Linked DNA regions of Mus musculus: all the other regions are linked to region 2. The links are chromatin contacts, called in public Hi-C maps. All regions are on one chromosome and are shown on one strand. Each heading gives the region's core, a stretch centred on a gene start, on an enhancer-like site or on the middle of the called end of the contact. The rest is flanking DNA. Distances are from core to core; before and after follow the strand shown. Region 1 overlaps Tcf7l2 (transcription factor 7 like 2, T cell specific, HMG box). Region 2 overlaps Tcf7l2 (transcription factor 7 like 2, T cell specific, HMG box). Region 3 has its middle 56 kb from the start of Gm4470.

What was found. A called contact is a pair of places that touch in the nucleus more often than the background predicts.
Region 1: a contact with region 2 is called in a Hi-C map of the N1E-115 cell line, with 2.8 times the contacts expected there. The contact joins two enhancer-like sites. A contact is called at or near these places in 1 of 39 promoter capture datasets (the SN4741 cell line), 1 of 15 datasets of contacts at CTCF or cohesin (the NIH/3T3 cell line), 3 of 484 Hi-C or Micro-C datasets (the N1E-115 cell line, myocytes and ventricular fibroblasts), 2 of 115 datasets of contacts at active chromatin or transcription factors (embryonic fibroblasts and forebrain) and 3 of 9 other capture datasets (adipose tissue, liver and pancreatic islet).
Region 3: a contact with region 2 is called in a Hi-C map of the N1E-115 cell line, with 2.1 times the contacts expected there. The contact joins two enhancer-like sites. A contact is called at or near these places in 1 of 15 datasets of contacts at CTCF or cohesin (the NIH/3T3 cell line) and 1 of 484 Hi-C or Micro-C datasets (the N1E-115 cell line).

Annotation. Positions count from the first base shown.
Region 1 is chr19:55,907,486-55,911,078 of GRCm38.p6, forward strand. It overlaps Tcf7l2 (transcription factor 7 like 2, T cell specific, HMG box), which reads left to right. Exons shown (of 15, transcript NM_001331146.1): 6 at 938-1,070; 7 at 3,094-3,196. Among named protein-coding and RNA genes, the nearest start is that of Gm52391, 29 kb to the right of the region's middle. Within about 2 kb of position 1,661, at least 9 of the 459 cell types and tissues checked have an H3K27ac peak or open chromatin away from gene starts, as enhancers often do. A contact at or near this core is called in the N1E-115 cell line, where this site is marked.
Region 2 is chr19:55,772,705-55,776,020 of GRCm38.p6, forward strand. All of the region lies in intron 4 of Tcf7l2 (transcription factor 7 like 2, T cell specific, HMG box), which reads left to right. Among named protein-coding and RNA genes, the nearest start is that of Gm31734, 31 kb to the left of the region's middle. Within about 2 kb of position 1,862, at least 49 of the 459 cell types and tissues checked have an H3K27ac peak or open chromatin away from gene starts, as enhancers often do. A contact at or near this core is called in the N1E-115 cell line, where this site is marked.
Region 3 is chr19:56,020,375-56,023,952 of GRCm38.p6, forward strand. No RefSeq gene overlaps it. Among named protein-coding and RNA genes, the nearest start is that of Gm4470, 56 kb to the right of the region's middle. Within about 2 kb of position 2,152, at least 61 of the 459 cell types and tissues checked have an H3K27ac peak or open chromatin away from gene starts, as enhancers often do. A contact at or near this core is called in the N1E-115 cell line, where this site is marked.

The DNA of each region.
Region 1 (3,593 bases), core at 411-2,910, 130 kb after region 2:
CATCATCTAATACCAGCCTCTTTATCTTCTCTGCTACCTAATCTGGTTAAATGTCCCTGTTGTAGGATTTTAGTGAAAATCCCCTATTGGGAATAGGGTTTTTTGCAATTGGATTACTCTCAGTAAATGGCCCAGTAGTTCGCTTGTTTCAGCTTAATTTTTTTTTCCTTTGTGATCTTACTGGGCTGAGTTATAGCCCAGCATGGGGGGGGGGGGGGGAGAGCACACAGGGGGGAGGGGAGAGAGACGGGGTTTGTGGAAGGCACTTAGGAATATTTGAGATGTTTTTATTTTCTTTGTTTTCTGCTTCGGCCTCACCGTCTGCCCTGCCCCAATACAACATACACATGTACTTCACCGGCCAGAACTGCCCATTTCTTGAATGTATCCTGCTTATTAGCTCAACTCATCATTGTCCGGTTAATTTATGAGTTCTCCCTGACGGTTGCCTGATGAATATGGAGGTGCTGGCTGGGCCAGAGCTTTCTGGTTAAGCTCAGTCTCCCATTCAAAGGTGGGGCTTTTCACCCAGGTTGAGTGAGTGGACACCTGCTTGCTGTGTCTCTGAGCCCGTGGAACCAGAGGGTGGCTAGGAAGGCTAGAGTGGGATTCTGATCATACTGTGTTCGAAGCCCTCTCTAAGAGGCCTAAGGGATTAAAGCCTCAACTTTCCACTCACCTGCTGATGGGAAAGTGAGATCTTGGGTTCTAATGGTGATGCAGAGGAACTCAGAGGTGGACCTGAAGTAGGCCAGTGTGGAGAGCCAACCGTCTCTTACTTTAAAATGGATTAGCGAGGTGGGGAGTTTGCAGAGTCGAGGGCATCTTATGGCATCAAGCTGGGAGGGTGTTACAGGGGACACTGGCCCTGGCTCTGAAGCTCTGGGCTACGGAGACCCAGCTCACCACGTCTCCCTTTGTTCTCCCTCCCTCACAGTCGAACAAAGTACCGGTGGTGCAACACCCCCACCATGTCCACCCACTCACGCCTCTCATCACGTACAGCAATGAACACTTCACCCCGGGAAATCCACCTCCGCACTTACCAGCTGACGTAGACCCCAAAACAGGTAAGTTGGGGAACTCCGAAGGCCTCAGTCAGGAGCCTGGGCCAGGCATGATGGGTGAAATGGGATCGATGGGGCTCGGGGTGGGAGATGTTCAGATTCACACCTGGGAGCTCTTAGTGGGGCTCGCCTGGTATATGTGCTGGGCTGTGTCCCCCTTCCCTTTGGAGAGATCCACTTACAGGGATAAGATTTATATCTGCACCTTTGGAGTTGGCTGCTTGGGAAAGCTGGCCTTGGTACCTTCCTAAGCAAACTAGGTAGCAATGAGATTACATCATGATTTTGAAGGAGTCCGGACATTTGAGAGTGACTTATATTCTTAAGTGTATTCTTAAGGGACCACATCACCCGGAGTCTGTATTCCTTGCAGATCACTAGACCACTGTGCATTTTCTTCTCCCATTCCAATATCTCGGATGTTTATTGTGAGCCCATTTTACAGATGTACAAACTGAAGCCTAGGAAGGTTTCCTCATTTCATCCAGCAGTGTCATAAGCAGAGGCTGCACACTGCATTCAGTCTCTACACCTGTCAGGAAAAGCAGGTCTAGCTTATAGCGCCCTCTACGTAAGGATCTAGTATGGCAGGCAGCCTCTCTGAGCACTCTGTGTGGATGCTGGATGCAGCCTGGCAGTTTGACTGACTGGAGGAGGCGGCCAAGCCTGCCTGAGGCTCCGCCAAGTAACAAGGCTTCACTTGCAGCAGGCAGCATCTCATTTGAATAATGGTAGGCCAGGGAATAGCTTTTAAATGGTTATCGTAAACCATATGATTAACGTCTGAGGAGTGTTTATTTTCCTCTGCGAACATTCTTTCAAGTGTGCAAATGGCTCAGTGTAGGGTCCAAGCCCAGCTAATCTCTTTGCTTTCTGTAATAGAGAGAAAGCAATGTCTGCGTCAAAATGTCACCCGGGGAGACTTAATTTACAGATTAAAAGTTTCCTGAATGAATTTCTTGAAAATTGAGATAGTTTCCATCTCCGTCCTGCCCCTTCGATCTTGGGTGAGTTCTGACGCACTGTGTCCATTTGGCCTCCCCCTCGGACTGAGCGGCTGGGCAGAGCCATTGCTCTCGAGCTAAATTGCTCTCCGGACTCCTCTTCCTAAGGATGAATGACTAGACATGTGTCCTGTGCAGATAGGAAGTGAGCCGTGGTGTGTACTTTCAGCTTATTCTTCTACAGGCCTCCGGGAGGCTTGCAGCCCCTCTGGCCCATGGAATACCCAGTGAGCAAGTGAGGCTAGTGCCCACATATGCCTCGGCCCTCCAGGGAATCGTGGTCCAGAGCTGAACCCACCAAGCCCCCAGCTTCTTCTATCAGTTCAGTTCTGACTACTGGGGGACAGACACCACCTGACACTCGGTTTCTGCAGATTCTCTTCATGGGAGAATTGGCCAGCTTGAGGAGTCGGGTTTTTTGTAAGGAAATCAGGTCACACCTCTGTGACTCATAGTGAGTTACAAGGCTGCCTGTAATCACAGCACTTAGGAGGCTAAGAAGGCAAGAGGGCTGTGAGTTCAAAGTCAGTGTGGGCTGTATAGTTAAGACTCCTGTCTCAAAACATTAAATTTAATTATTTAAGCCTTACAGATCCGAAATATAGCTCTGACACAGGCAAGCCATCCGAAATAAAGGGTAACTGACCCAGTTCCAAAGCAAAAGGAGTTAATGATTATCAGTTGCTCACCTGAAATATGCCAGTCTTTTTAGATTTTTTTTTTTTGACTTGAAGTAATCACTTTAGTCATATGAGGCAAAAATACCCAAGATGGCGACTCCTTGGTCTCAATCAGTCAATCACTCCAGCCCATCTAGAATGAGCTAACTCACTGTTCAAACGGATCTGTAGGAAAATAAGAAGACTGGGACAGTCCTACCCCCGCACCCCTCCTCCCCAAAAGCCAGGAATGGCCTCCAGCTGAGAAGAGACAGCCCCTTTCCTTATTCGCTCCTTGCTCCCCCTCCCTCCACAGTCCCTCTTCCTCCATACCAAAAAAATCGCTGCTTCTTCTCCTCACAGGAATCCCAAGGCCTCCGCACCCTCCAGATATCTCTCCATATTACCCGCTGTCGCCCGGCACCGTAGGACAAATCCCCCATCCGCTAGGATGGTTAGTACCACAGTAAGCAATTCCAGTTTTTAATTCCCTTTTTGTTTCTTGCATGAGCATGCTTATTAGTTTACGTGTACGTGTGTGTGTGTGTGTGTGTGTGTGTGTGTGTGTGATTGTGCGTGCATGTGTGAGTGTATACACACATGCACATGGCTGAGTGCATGTTTACAGAGGGACAGCTGGTGGGACAACACAGGGACGATGGTCTTGAGGTGTCCTGTGGGTTTGCAGAGGGATTACACTATTTCAATGGATGACATTGAAAAGGGTCAGTGGTAATTGCCATTGTGAACCCACTGTCCCCAAAGATGGCCAAAAGTGACTCTGGGAACCTCAGAGGCCTGTTGTGGCAGTTGCAATCCAAACTGGACTCATGGTATTGGGTTAAGCTCTTTCTTTTCCATGT
Region 2 (3,316 bases), core at 612-3,111:
CTCCTGTTCTCCCCTCTTGTGCCAGGTAGCTCAGACGGCAGAGCTTGCAACAGGAGCTGTGATTTGCTATCTGAAATATCTTAATTTATTCTATCTGATATCCAGCCTCCTCACCTCCAATTAACACCAGCACTGACCTGTTTCCCTAGGCAGCGCTTGGTGAGACCAGGTATTTTCCTCTGGGGAGAACCTCATTTTATGTATAATGGCTGCAGAAGAATTAATTATGGATGGATAAGGCAAGGAGCTGAGCCTCCCATGACCTGGCTGTGGCTGGCTGGCTGATTCTCCCTTACTCAGCCGTGAAATGCCTCTATAGGATGTGTGTAGTAGCAGAGCCAATGAGAAGCCAGAAGAACATTCTTGTGGCTTTAAAAGCTTTCCTGTGGGCCTACAAGTGTAGCTCATTGGGCTAGTACCTGTTCTACATATATATGGAAGGACCTGGGTTTGATCTCAGAACCATGAAAGTGAAAGTCTTTTGTTGTGGAAAGGAGGGATGTGACCAGAGCCCTCTACTGACTGCAGCTCACAGCCAGTTAGATACTTCACTGCTCTGTGGATGAGTTTAGCCATAGTGCAGTTTCATTTAGGGTTAAATGAGACAGCATTCAAGCATCCTGGATGTAGGGGCCAGCACCAAGCAACAGTGGTTACTGTTGTCTGCAGGGAGCAGCACTGTACTCCGGGTCACAGAGCAGCTTGGGTTCCTTGGCTCATTCTTCCTTTCGCAAAGTAGATAGACTATATAGTGGACTTTCCTATGTCTTCTCACTCCATCTTTTATGGGTACCTTTCTTCTGCTTCTCAGAGCCATCAGGGGTGAATTCTGCCCAAATAAACAGATTTCAAAACAGGGCTTTGAATTAAACTTCAGACTCATTCTATTGAATGAAGCAAATTCACTTATTACTACGAATTTAACTCCCGTTGGAGCCAGTATGTATGTGTAAACACATACATCGATCTCTTTCTTCTTTCTCTTGTATTACTACGAGGATCAGTTTCTTCTGGCTAAATTCCAGGAACAACATGCCTGTCTTGTTTCATCGTTGAGGGAAAACAGTCTGAAGGCACCATAATTCCTTAAATTGGATTTCAATTCTTGATCCCCTTATAGTCAGTAAACAGAGTGTTCTATGAAGCACTGTTTAGAAGCAAGACACTGTCGGCTTTGCTGTGTGCAGTGTTGGAGCTCTGTGGGCTGAGGCTAGGAGTGGGGGTTTGGAGGTGGGGGTGACCCTCGGGAGCGAATGCCTCCTGATGTAGGCCTATGTTGAGGGCATTAATCACTTCAGAAAAAACGCTGGCATAAGTTGGGAAGGTTGTCTGTTAGTGATCTGTCTGGAGTTCAGCATGCAAGGTGTGTGTGCGTGTGCATTTGCGTGTGCATGCTTGTGTGTGTGTGTGTGTGTGTGTGTGTGTGTGTGTGTGTGTGTGTGTGTGTGAGTGTGTGTGCCATCTGTCTGTCTGTCTTGTTAACTCTATTAGTGCCATGGCAGCTTCTGCATTGCCACTTGAAAGCCTTGAAATTCCTATATTCAAATCAAAGGCACCCTGAAGCCCAGATAAAGGCGACAGTGTGATCTTCAAAGATGAAGGACTAAGGCAGCAGTGGGGGATAGTTTTCTGGGTAATTCTGCCTCCCCACCCATTTTTAGAAACAGTGAGAGTGTGGCTGCTCCTTCTCATCTGTTTTGTGGGTATATGGGCTCTGGTCGAGCCCTCAGCTGTTTGTGGATAAGGAGGTGGATGACTCAAAGCAAGCAAAATGGAAATGCGTTGGCCAGATCTGCAATTGCTCCTGGGAGTAGGCTCTGCCTTCCTCTCTCCTTTCCTCCCTTCTTTCTCTGAGCTGCTTTCATTTGAGAGCGCTGGCTTGGCACCCACTCACCCAAGAACTGATTAGTTCCTGAAAGCAGAGGACCAATCGCTCACAGAAATGATGTCAGCTTTGCTCTGGGGTACATCAACTTGGATTTCTCATGCTTTATCTTATAAAGCCTAAATTAACAGCTGGTTTGGTTTGAGTTCTCCGGGATCTGACTAAGGGATTAGAGTCCATTCTCAAGTGAGTCAATCTAGTTTAATTTATTTCAGGTCTATCAAAAAAGATCAATCAAAGCTCTTTTGAAAGTAAAGCTATAATCGGCCTGCACACTTATAAGTCACTGCTGTTGTAGCACTCGGTTGAAAAAAACTGCTCAGGCTGTGTCTTAAGATGATGTACCCCCCCCCCCTTCCTTCTGGCCTCTATACTCCCCTGGAAGGTTTTGAGGAAGTGTCATTTTGAGAACTTTGCTGAGATGGTCGCTCTGCCTCCCGCTGCTTCCTTTTCTTGGGCAACGCAAAGTTCCTGGTTTGTAGATTTCTAGTTGGATGTGATTTAATACCCGGAGGTGAACAAGTCCAGCCTGTTTCATGTCTGTGGCTTTGCTCCTGGGCTTGGAGAGATTGGTGGGTAAAGACACACGTTGAATTCTTTCTCCAAAACATCTTGAGAGATGAATTACTCTTGTACTTTGCAAGGCTTAAGGTAGAAGCGTATTCTGTAGAGGTTGATCTTGACTTTGTGAGCTGGGAACTACAGATTGATCATTGTTTTTGCAGTGCAGTTAAAAAAAAAAAAGGCAGAGAACTGTTCTAGATGCACACGATATACCCAGAGAGATGTGGAGCTTAAGGAGGCAGGTGACTGTGAGCTGGACCTGAGCCAGGCAGACCTGTCTGTCAGCCCTGGCTATACAGTGTGGGACCGTACCTCAGCTCGAGCTGGCACCCCAATTTCTGTTTCCTCGTCTATAAAACTGGTTCAATAAAATGATCTCTCTCAAGTGGTTATTGCCCAAATGAAATAATACTATAATTTTTCCTTTTATCTTTCTTATAAAATAAAGCTACTTACAGACAGCTTTAAGGAACTTGAATCCTTTCTGAAATTATATTCTCTCTCTTTCTCTCTCTCTCTCTCTCTCTCTCTCTCTCTCTGTGTCTCTCTGTGAGTATATGTATGTGACTCTCTCTCTCTGAGTGTATGTGTGTGTGAATGTGAGTGTATGTGTGTGTGAATATATGTGTATATGTGTGTGAGTGTGTGTATGTGCCACGTGTGAAGCCCCCCACTAGCAAGAACTATTTATCAGCTCAGTGGTTAAGAGCACTGGCTGACTGGATTCCCAGCACCCATGTGGCAGCTCACAACTGTGAAACTTTAGACCCAGGGAATCCGCTACCCTCTGCTGGCTGCTGCTACCAGCCATGCATGTAGTGCATGCACCAATAGAAAATAAATTAAAAATTAAAAAAAGAGGAATAT
Region 3 (3,578 bases), core at 902-3,401, 250 kb after region 2:
AGTTTTGATGAGTATGTATCAGAGTTGGAACTGTAACAGCCCATGATGTGAGGGCCCTAGAGGACAGAGGTGAGGTGCTATCATCCTTAAGCAGGTTCCTGGATTTGCAAGTGGCTAGAACCATCTGCTCCTAATTGGTGCCCTTCCATAAACTTGCCCTACCTATCCTGGCCTTTTGCTGTCATCAGACAGAGCCAGCTGAAACCATGGTGCTCTGTACAGGGTGGTGCCTGAGAGCATGCAGAGGAAGGTCTTTGTAGGCCTTAGTTTGGGGTTCACAAAAGGAAGATAAGGGGGGGCTAGGTCAAGTCCAAGTGCACTTTCTATCGAATCCACGACTCTACCTTGATTATTAAAAACAATTTATTTAAGCTGTGAATTGTAGAGTTGTGGGACAGCATCATAATTGTGGCTGAGGGTATGACAACCACTCTCCTCCAGTTCCTAAGGGGTTGGCATGCAGGAAAGCCCAGTCTAATCGGTCTTGTTCCCACATCTATCTCACATTCCTGATCATCCTTAGCCTTCACATAAGGACACCAGTTTTGCACCTGTACCTAGATATTTCTTCAAGAGGGCTCACGGCTGGAACTCAGAAAAAAGGAGAGATCTGGGATTGACTGGGGCCCTCTCTGACTGGCATCCTGTTGGGTTTCTTCACACATGTGCTTTTATTTAGTCTTTTCAAGAACCTTGACCATGGCTGAGAATAGGTGTTTCTGATATCCACCCATTGCACAGATGGGCAACTCATACAAATCCCATTTATCCCACTTTGTTGTTCATATCCAAATGTGGCTCATGCTGCCTTCATTGCTCTTAAGGTCCCTTTTCTAGAGAGAACCTCAGGTATTTCCCTACAGACTTGAAGGAAGCTAAAAACCCAAACTTCAGAGTTTAAGAGAGATTCTGTGAGTCTCTCAGCTCCAGCCCATAACCATAGTATATGACAATGGTATATGACATAGTATATGACAATGGTATATGACATAGTATATGACAATGGTCTGTTTCTACTCTTCTGGAGCAACAGAGGAACAGGTCAAGGGTCACACCATTTTAATTCTTCCTGGAAGTCATTGGCAGAAGTGTGCAGAGGAGAAAATCCTCCTTCATGCAAGAGGCAAGGCAGATAAATATGTCTATGCAGGAATGCGTTGCTATTTTGACCCACTGGCCATCGATCTACACTTCCTCATCTTGATTTGGTGTATTCAGCTGCACAGCGGGGCTATCCTGTAACTCAGATGGGTCAGATGTCAAAGGATGTGCCAGGTCCCAGTGGATCTTGTCTGCGTCTTGAGAAGGTGCACCCAGCAGAAGCATGAGGTGGGTATTGTTGCCTGGACCTCCTGCCTGCTCTTCCTGTGTCTGAGTCTGGAAGACTTGGGAAGCACACATGGGATTTCATTCCCAAAGGTTCTCCATGGAGGCCACCCCCTCAAAGTGGACATGCCACGTGCACAACAGATTAAGTAAGAGCAGCCTCTCAGCCATCCCCATTCATATGGCTGCTGAAGATAAAATGAGCGGTGGATGTGAAAGGGCTTTGGGAATGACCGCATGTGATGGTTGCCAAGTTAGTGAGCTACAGTAACCGCTACGCTAGCAGTGCATTCTGCGGCTGGGGAAGGGGCCACTTGCAAATGAAAGTCCTGTGTTCCCCTTTCTTTGGTTCATATCTGCAATTTTGCTGTCTTGCTCAGGAGCGTCGAACCATTTTGAACAGGCATTGTCATTATTTCTCAAATCTCTGGCCTCTGGATAGTTTGCAATGTTGGCTCAAGTTCATGTATAGACAGGAGGTATTTGGTGAGCCTCAGAGGGCAGAATGCTTCTCCCTAAGATGGGGCTGGGACACAGGAAGAGAACCCAGAGACAAAGAGAAGAAGGTGCCAAGTGTCATGGCTGGTCCATGGAGACCAGCCAGAGATGAATTAAGCATGACATCCTATGGAAAACCAAACAAACAAAAAACCCCACACCAAACACAAGGGCCTGGCTTTCATTTAACAGTCAATCAAAAGGCGCAGAAAGCTCAGGCTTCTTTCTGATGAGGAAACCAGATATGCGAGGCAGTCAGGCCTGCGGTGAGTCAAGGGGAGGAGGCAGCATAATGACTCGGCTTGTCCGTGACCATTTGGCTTGTAGCAATCATCACAGGCCTGGACTGCTTCAAGGAAGGAGCCAGGGATGAGCAGGGAGCCAGCAGCAGGGCCTCATGTTCTGTGTGATGTAAACACCATACATCTGGGCACCTCATGTTCTTATACCTTAGGATGAGGAAGAAACCAGCACTGATGACAGATGAGGCAGGCTTGAGAGGAGGGAGCTGGAAGCAGCAGCAGAAGATGATGAAAACGTTTAGATAATGTGGTGTGGGCTCCAGAAAAGGAGAGCAAGGCTGCCTGGGCTGGAGACTTCCACAGCTTTCAGATCTGAGTTGGCAGTGCGGAATGAGGACTACAGTTGGTCACCAGTGGCAGCAATAACCGCAGAAGCTGTGGAGAGTGAAGGGAGCATTTTGCTGCCCAATGCTGTCCTTGGACCGAGGCAAAGTGTGGCTGTGATTACCACTACTGTCTGCTGAGTGTTGTCTATTGGGCTCTCCAGTCTAGATCATTCCCAAGGGCTGCCTCTGCCTTGTCTCTCCATTAGTGAATGGATTTGTAAATGACCCAAATACGGTCAACGAAGTCATGGTAGATCCATGCTGGGCAAAGGATAGACAGTCCTCCCGGTAGAAGAGCTAAGCGTTGAGGCTGAGATGTTAGATTTTACTCCAGCTGGGTTTCATACTCAGTAAAGAAGGTCTGTAGGGTTGAACCTTCCAGTTGGTACCAGTTTAATTTCTCTATGTCCTATTATTCAAGTATGTGGGGTCTTCAGCAATAGGCTCTTCCCACCAAGGGAAGGGTATCCAAGAGCAATGGCAACAGCGTGTTGTGTTTGCAGGGGAATCTAAAGGACTCCACTGACTGACATCAGGAAAGTAGCTGACCCACGCCCAACGCTTGGCCTTTTATTTCAGCATTGCCCCCTATTACACGATAACACCATTTAAGCTCCCTGCATATCTAAGAAGTTTCTAGCTTTTGAGGAACCTCTACACTGATTTCCACAGTGACTAGAGCAGTTTAAGTCAACAGTGAAACAAAACCTGCCAGACCCAGCAGCACTGTTGCATATTGGAGCTCATAGCTGTCAGGACTGAGCCAGATCAAGCTAGCCAGAATGGCAGCATTGGCCAGGAAGGTCCTGCTTAGGTTTGTGATAACTTGACAGAAACTAGAGTCATCTGGGAAAATGCCTGCATCAGATTGGCCTGTATGATATTTTCTTGATTGACAATTGATGTGGTAGGTCCCAGCCCACTGTGGGTGGTGCCATCCCCTGGGAAGAAAGTCTTTGGTCATATAAGGGAGCCGACTGGAAAAGCCATGGTGAGTGTGAGCCAGTAAGCAGCGTTGCTCCATGGTCTCTGCTTCATTTTCTTCCTCCAGGTTCCTGCCTTGAGTTCCTGCTCTGACTTCCCTCAGTGGTGGACTGTGACCCAAGAGTTGCATGGAAACATACAC